Regions from separate parts of the Xenopus laevis genome. Here region 1 is linked to region 2. Evidence: chromatin contacts called from public Hi-C data. All regions are on one chromosome and are shown on one strand. The core of a region is the stretch at or near the end of the contact, and the rest is flanking DNA. Distances in the headings are between cores, read along the strand shown. Region 1 has its middle 37 kb from the start of trpm8b.L. Region 2 holds the start of trpm8b.L (transient receptor potential cation channel subfamily M member 8b L homeolog).

Region 1 (4,284 bases), core at 1,386-3,885, 37 kb after region 2:
CAGCATCTTCCATCACTGGTTCTCTGGTGAATACTACTGAACCATATTTGTGAAATCCATACCAAATGATAGAATCACAACAATTTTACACAATCTTTTTTTTTAAATAAAAATAATGAGACTGATTACATATATTAGTTCCAGGCAGAATTAACTCTTTCAATAGCAGCTGATTTCACAAATGTTCACAATATGTGCATAGCAGATGTTCAAAATTTACCGGTCTTCCATTTATGGAGCATTTTTTTGGGATAAACAATGATAAATATAGGGACATGTTTACTAATACGAGGGTTTTGCAACTTTCCATGTTTTTTGCACTTTTGCACTGGGCCCTGCATTTACTATTCTTTGTCCTCATTCAAAGAGCGCTTTTGCCTGGGGTCTGGTTGCAATCTGTACCTCAATGCAGATAAATAACCCAGTGAGAGGTGCAGAGAGATTAGTGGGTGCAAGTCAGTCCTGTCCTTATGACAGGTGGTAAGTACAGAATACCTCCCTGTAAGGGGCACTCACCCTGATGGTCCAGTGGGCCGGCGGTGATGCCCGCGTGTGGTGCTTCCTCCTCGGTGTCCTGCAATACTCTGTCTTAGGTAGGGTTGCCACCCGGCTGGTATTTTACTGGCCTAGCCGGTAAAATACATGCCAAGGCCGGGGCCGGTATTACAAATTTGCCAGCAATGTAGCTGCCGGTAAATTTGTAATACGATTAAAAGGAGCCCTCGGCCTGCTCCCAATCCCCTGGAACATCCCCTGGAACTTACCTTTTCTCTTACTTCTTCTAGTGTCCGAGGTGTCCGTGTTGTGGCCCGCCCCTTTTGACATCATGACACGCCCCTTTTGACATCACGGCCCGCCCCTTTGTGCCCCCGCCCCCCAGCAGCCGGTAAAAGATTTTTAAAAAGGTGGCAACCCTAGTCTTAGTGCGCACGCGGCGCACACTTCAGTTTTTTATATGCGCAATCACGCTGGCGTTAAATTCAAATGGATTTAAAGGGACTCTGGTGCTGTGATCATTGCCCGTTATTGGTTCATCTTTGTGAGTTCCTGGGTGCTATTCCTACATTATCCTGTTATCTGCTGTTTTGACTCTTGCCTGATTGACTATTCTGACTTCTGTGATCAGGGGCGTAACTATAGAGGAAGCAGACCCTGCGGTTGCAGGGGGGCCCAGGAGTGTAGGGGGCCCAGTGAGACCCTAATTAATTAGCAATTTTAATATATAAAATAGGCCAACTTATAAATATTTTGGGGCCCTAAATTGAATTTGCTATGGGGCCCAGTAACAACTAGTTACGCCACTGTCTGTGATCCTGACCCCTGCCTGGTAACCCGACCCGTGCCTGTTTGGACAACTCTTGATTGATCTCCCCGCTTTGACTCTTGCCTGTCTGATGCCGCTAGAATTCTGCCTGCACTGACCCGGCCTGTTTGACTACGATTTCGTCTTATGCTTGAACTGTGACTTTTACTTAACAATCGTGCCCCACTTGCTTGTCCAGAACCCTCGCTTGGCTCCTCTCTTAATAAGACCTGGCGGCATCCAATTAGCCGAGGGCTCCTCCCAAGGTGAAAGGCGGAAGGAGCCGACAACAGGGAGCTTAGCATTGGTTCTGGATTTTGGGTGCCGATTCATGACACTCCCAACATTTTAGAAATAGAAAGAGGGACAAATTGATCTGCTGCACATAGCTTGGCGGCATTTTTCGACCATGCCCATTTTTGTGGCCACAGCCCCTAATTACCATGTTCATTTTACAAAATTTGGCAGGTTATGAAAGCTTGAAAACATTTCTGTGTTTTTTATGTGTTATTACAGTTTTGCTAATAAAGATGAATTGCCCTGTAAGCTCCAAGTCACAGTTTTCCAAAGATATCCGCTTATCTTAAATTGTTACGATTGCTTATCTTAAATTGTTACAATGCTTCTTTGCTTATCTTAAATTGTAACAATTGTTTCTTTGGTTATCTTAAATTGTTACAAAAGTATCAAAGTGCACCTGCTGAGTGTTATGGGCTCTCTGCCAAAAGCCAATTAAGTTTCAGAAACTTTGTATCTTTTTTTTTTTTGGCTGTTCAGTGCAGGAGATCACAGAGAAAGTTGAGACATTTCAGTAACAATCCGGAACTGCGGGTTGAGCTGTCAAAATTGGTACTGTCCCGGAAAAAACGAGACAATTGGGAGGTATGAGTACAGACGCCTTTGTTCACTCTCTAACTTCCACTTCTGAATAATGCTCAAGTTTAGGAATAGGTGGAAGGTCTGGACTGAGAATCAAAATAGGCCCTGGCATTTCAGTCACACAAAGGGCCAAACAGCCCCTACCAGCCCATTAAATAGTGACTTTCTATGGCAACTTACAGCAGCCCCTCTGGCATTTTCCAGAACTCACAGATTGCCAGTCCAGGTCTGATGGGTGGTATGGAGCCTGGAGTATTATGTAAATTGTTTGCACTTACTGCACATAGTAAATGAGCTGTTATGTTTCCTTATTATGATGGTTCAGTAAACTTCAGACAAAGAGGGTGGTTTCTATGGATGTTTTACCACATTCTATCACAAGATGGCAGACTAGTACAAGGAATTTCCATCCTGTGAGACCTGTATGTGAACTTGTAGCCTGTGAATAATTTATGGCTGCAGATGAGATGTGTGTGTGAGGGCTGGGAGGAAGGTTCCAGGAAGCTCAGCAGCCTGCAGGGTTTACACAAATCAATAGAAGCTAAGAGTCCAAAAGCTGCATTGTGCCAGTGGAATAACCCATTGCTTCCTGCATGGTGACGAAAACCAAATGCTTTGTATTGATTCCAACCTGTTGTAATGCTATAAATGTATTTATAATGTATCCACATTCTGAGATAAATGTACTGAACTGAATGTGCAACAGGGATATCTTTTGGCAGGGTTATACGACAGACTGCAGAATTCACTGATCTTAATGCCTATTATTTTTATATCTGTCTGTTTCATGATTTATTGCCCCCACAGAATGGATATGTGGGAGTTGGAGGGGGGGGCTTATATAAATGTTGAGTTGTTTAAATAAATAATTATGAATGATGGTGTCAGGGCAAGGGGTGCATTAGTAGGATTGTAACTGTGTGACTGTATATATTCAGGGGAGTTGGCATCAGGGAGGGGATTGCAGCTGTGCAATAGTGTAAAGCTTTGTTTGAACAACAACTCAATACGACAAGGAAAGGCTGATGGACCACGTGAGAGTTGTAATTTATCAGCAGCTGCAGGTAGGACAGAGGCCCAATAATGGATATGCTGCTCAAGGCCCCACTATGCCCTAAGGGCAGCCCCAGTCACAGCTGGAATGTGGAAGATATCTTAGCTCTATAAGACACGGTAGCATGGTACATACAGTGAGTTTAACAAGGAAAGCCCATTGGGAGACTATTGTGCTGTTTCACTATTTACAGGTGCAAAATGAATTAGCCCAAGGTTTTCTCTTTATTCCGGTGCCTGATGAGTATTACATGTGTGACTGTACTCGGAGGATTAATAATCCTACTGACAGTTTGGAAGCATAAGAATAAATGCTTTGTAGCAATCCCAGGCCTTTCAGTGAAGATGCACAAACCTCCACCAGAATGACAATTTATGGTGCTGCACCTGTTGTTTTTCAGCAGAGCAGGAAGCAATTTTCCTTACACAATATCCAGCTGCGAATGAACTGCAGAGACCTCAGGAATATATGTCCCTCTGGACATTATTATCTTTATTCTTTATCATGGACAGAAGAACAGTAGCCTTAATCATGCTTTAGGGCTCTTACACATGAGCGTTCTGACCTGCGCTCCCCTGCGTTCCGTTTTTTGGCGTTCAGCCACAGGGGAGCGCAGGAATAGATGCAAGTCATTATTTGAAATGGGGCTGTACTCACTCAGGCGCGTGTAGGCGCCGAACGCAGGAAAAATGCAGCATGTTGCCTACACGCGCCTGAGTGAGTACAGCCCCATTTCAAATAATGACTTGCGTCTATTCCTGCGCTCCCCTGCGGCTGAACGCCAAAAAAAGGGACGCAGGGGAGCGCAGTTCAGAACGCTCATGTGTAAGAGCCCTTATACATTGTCAATTGGGGGTTACAGTTTTGGTTTTTAAGATTCTAGGCCAGCTGAAAAGAAAGCCAGCAAATCAGTGGCACATGTTATGCCAATAATGAAGTTTTACATAATGCCATAGGAGTTTTAATCACTACTATATGGCTACTACATGTATCTAAATGCAAAATATAGTTACATATGATACAGTGAGACCTGGAGCCAGCGAAACAT
Region 2 (4,260 bases), core at 777-3,276:
ACAGGTATGGAACATGTAATCCAGAATGCGCGGGACCTGGGGTTTTCTGTATAATGGGTCTTTCCGTAATTTGTATCTTCATACCTCAAGTCTACTAGAAAATTATGTAAACATTAAATAAACCCAATATTCTGTTTTTGCTTCTAATTTATATTAATTATATCTTAGTTTGGATCAGTACAATCTACTGTTTTATTATTACAGAGAAAAAGGAAATCATTTTTAAAAATCTGGAATATTTGGATAAAATTGAGTCTGTGGGAGATGGCCTTTCTATAATTCGGCGCTTTCTGGATAGTGGGTTTTCGGATTACAGTTCCTTTACCTTTGCTAAAACCTGTTTATAGTGTGTTCAGTGCTACAAGGTGTGCCTGCTGGTGGATATTAGGGACACAACTTAAAATGAGTCAAGTCCGATGGAATATGTTGGATTAAGTGGAGTTAAGTGAACAATGTGCACAAATCTTGGCTACACAGCACTGGCACTGATCCAAAGTCATCTGTTTTTAAGTAAATACATTCATGCAATTGCATAATTTTATGCAGAGAACAATACCCTGCAAACCAATTCATAGATGCCATCTTTAATTTTATTTCCAAGCAGCTTGCCGTCATAAATTGCCCAGGTAAACCTGTGTATGCAACCTTGGAACTGCTTTATTATGTAATTCCTGGATTATTAAGGGGAGTTCGGAATGGAATGGAGTTTTGGTTGGAGTGATTAGGGGCAGGATCTTGCCCTCATCTGTAGGCGCGGCACTGTACCAAACTAGCATTCCTCTTTACAATAAACACAAATGGGTCCTCATGCTGCTTAGGGTGGATCTCTGTAATTCCCTTTCATAAAGTGATGTGTTTTATACAACAAAAAATAATATATTAATAATAAGGTGCGTAACTGGTTCTGCACAAAGTTTTGGGCGGTGATGCCAATTCACTGATATAATTTGGGTCTCCTGAGAATAAACTTAAGAAACACTGCTTTATACAATGAACCAAATTGAGCCCTTGTAGGAAGACTTTCACTGTAAGGAAAAATGTCCTACAAACTTCTTGTTTCTCTGGGAAGAGCTACAGAATTAAAACTGACAGCTATAATGCCACTGGTCCACTAAGTGCTGCAAATGGAGGATTCTCTGAAGAACTAAAAGTTTGACGGAACATTTGAATGGAACAAGTCAACACAAATATATTTTAATCTCTCAACAGTTAAATGCTACCTCGCTGAATAAAAGTATCAATTTCTGCCAATAACATGAACATTTCTGTTTGATCAAACTTTTGAACCCTCTTGCCTTGTATTTGTCATGGAAAAGATTAAATATGTTTTAATTCAATGTGGTATTTATTTATTGCCACAGTTCTACATAGTCTATGAGTAGAAATGGTGCCAGAACAAAATGGCCATAAGTAGGATAAGAGGTTTGGAGAAGCAGCTTTATCTGCCTCTGTGCTAGGGGCAATGGTACTCAGGGCTTTCTCGCTTATAGTCCTTTTAACAATTCAAATTCCTTCTGTGGCAGTGCTCTGTCTATATGAGAACATTATGAGAGAGAAAGTGGACTTATCTGCTCTTTTGGGATACTAACACAATACCCTCTGCTTATTGCCACAAGAGGCATGATACCTATAAAATGTTATGGGAAAAGGCTGATGGCCAGTCCTGCTAAGGGTAGCACCAAGGGTGTATTTTTCTACATTAAAATAGAAGGTGATTTTCTTCCTCTTGAGAAGAGAAGGGCACTATTCTGTAGTCCCCAATCTGGATTAAGAATGACCTGTAGTGAACTTTAGATAATTTATTTTGAGCTAAAGTTCGTAGACATGAACTATAGATCATCTTTCTGTATCACTGATAATTCTCACAGGGTCATGCTCGCCAGCAGGTTTTTAGGATCAGTCATTTACTCTCTTCCCTATTCATGGTCTGTAAATTTCTGCAGTCACAAGTTCCTCAGTTGTGGTTAGATCTTCTTCTTCTTCCGCAGTCTTCTGTCATAAGTTTCCTGTCTCTAGGATTCTACTCGTATATGGATATAAATCGTCTCTTTAACTTTGTTTTGTAGATTTTATAGTGTTGGAGATCCCATCCCTGGGAAACCAAATATCTGGCTGATGTAAGTGCACCACTTAATATTTTTCTTGTATTGTATTTGTGACTTTGGGGGAGAGTCTGTCAGTGCTCATCTCTTGAAGGTTGACATTCTTAAAAAAAGACAACAAAAAGATAGTTATACCTGCTCCTCAATGAGAGAAAAGTGCAATATTACACTACATTCAATACAGCAAATACTCATTAAAGAAATGTGGAATAGAAACTCTCAAGCAATTAATCAATATTTAAGGGCAGGGTGTATTTGTTTTGCAGCCACGTATATCTAATGATATATCATGCCATGAACAGTATAAAAGAGTTTCTTGTATATAAAACAAGCCTTTTGCATATTGTCACATATTGCTTATTATGTATTTGGTTATGCAGCAAAATATGTGCCACATGTTTACTCTGTCTGGCCTTATCCATTTATGCTGAAAGTGACTTGCCACAAACAAACAAACAATAAGTATTTTGGCTGTTCCGCTAAAACTGAACCATAAGTTTCCTTCCAGGCTTTCCACAAGATAGTGGTAATTTTACCTTTTATAAAGAATGAGTACAGCCAGTATAGTTGGATTATAACAAAAGGTAATGCCACTATATTTCACAAGCTTCTCCATGATCAGATCAGTGTAAAGCACTGCAATTTTTAAAGTAAGTTAGTTTGAGATCAAGGCTTAAAAGCTGAGCATATGCATGCATCCAAATAAAGTATTATTATTAGTACTGGAGAGAAAAGCTAGAGGGAAATAAATTCATAGGGAAAAGGGCACCATATAAATCTGTTTTAGCAGTCACATGTATTTTAACTTTGAGTGATCATTTGTACCATTATTGGTTTAGAGACATCTTGGATACTTCAGGAATGACTTGCCAATATGATCTGGAAGGATCCCAGAAACTATACTCAAGTATTGAGCTGTCACCAGCAGAGCAGCTATCCGGGGTAGGCAATGACAATAATTCCTTATGGTAGTACCGAATAAGAGTTGACCTACACGTTATAGTAATAGCCTTAATGTTTCGATAAGAGTACAGGCTGGGATTAAGCAAATGAGTGTAAAGTGCAAACATTTAATATTTGGTTGCTGTGTTGTATGAGTTGGTCAGAAGTGTCTAAGCACATTAGAAGTGGTCATCAGCGGATCTCTCCAAAGGGAATATTTAAATATGTCTATAAACCTTCACTTCATCTCTGGGCTTTATGGTATTGGAAGGAGTAAATATAAAGTCTGTAGGTACATAGACCCTGAGCCTATGTATCAGGGAGATTTCAAGATTTACTGCTCTCACCCATTAATTCTAGTTGGTGGCATAATGTACATGTGTTCAGGGCAATGGAAACTGTATAACCATATGATGCTCCTGCTCCAGGCTTCTGTCCTTCACCATCTTTTAAATAAAGGTGACTGTACATACATAGTCAAAACTGGTCTAATCTCTCATTGTGGGTTTACTGAATAATACAGTTACCAGATCACTTAAAAAGTCTAATAATCAAAATGTCTAATAAATGCATGTTACTAATTACTAATTTAAACTACTGTCCAATCAGTTGACTAGCTGGATTTCCTAGCAGTGTCCTTGATTTTTCACAAAGCATTTTGTCTTTTCAAAGGAATTATGTTGCAGAAAAAAGTCAATACCATTGATTTATGTTATGTGTGAAGGGCTTGGTGTGTAGTGTTTTTAGTCAGTCTGCTATTTTATACACTGATTTATGCTGAGTTGATACATGTAGTTCTGCTATACACTGCATTAGGAGATGCATTATCAGAATACCGTTTTCTATAAATCCTCTTTTGCATGTTTACAGAATGTTGAAAGATACAGTATTATAAAGGATATTAAGAAGAGAGAATGCGTGGTGTTCACAAAGGACTCCAGTTCACAGTAAGAAATAGAAATGTTATACAGTATATCTCCAAACTAGTGGTAAAACAAAGATGTCAGGCCAGATTCAATTTCACAAGTGTCATTGTCAATAGCAACAAAAACAATCAGAAATTAGTGTTGAACATTGTCCTACAAGTTGGAAAATGAATGCAAAGACCTGTCTGGGTGTCCACTGTCAACTGTGTTTCTACATCTTAGTACTTGCGTTGACCTGAAGACATATGACTGCTTTAAGGCATGAACTGTGGTGTCTAGCACATTACACT

What was found. A called contact is a pair of places that touch in the nucleus more often than the background predicts.
Region 1: a Hi-C map of the XL177 cell line shows a contact between it and region 2, with 2.0 times the contacts expected there. The contact joins the enhancer-like site here to the promoter of trpm8b.L in region 2. A contact is called at or near these places in 2 of 4 Hi-C or Micro-C datasets (the XL177 cell line and the XTC cell line).

What each region holds. Positions count from the first base shown.
Region 1 is chr9_10L:83,622,981-83,627,264 of Xenopus_laevis_v10.1, forward strand. No RefSeq gene overlaps it. Among protein-coding and RNA genes, the nearest start is that of trpm8b.L, 37 kb to the left of the region's middle. Within about 2 kb of position 2,636, at least 1 of the 7 cell types and tissues checked has an H3K27ac peak or open chromatin away from gene starts, as enhancers often do.
Region 2 is chr9_10L:83,586,442-83,590,701 of Xenopus_laevis_v10.1, forward strand. trpm8b.L (transient receptor potential cation channel subfamily M member 8b L homeolog) reads left to right here and starts at 2,027. Exons shown (of 26, transcript NM_001161595.2): 1 at 2,027-2,117; 2 at 2,942-3,044; 3 at 3,915-3,991. The coding sequence starts at 2,964.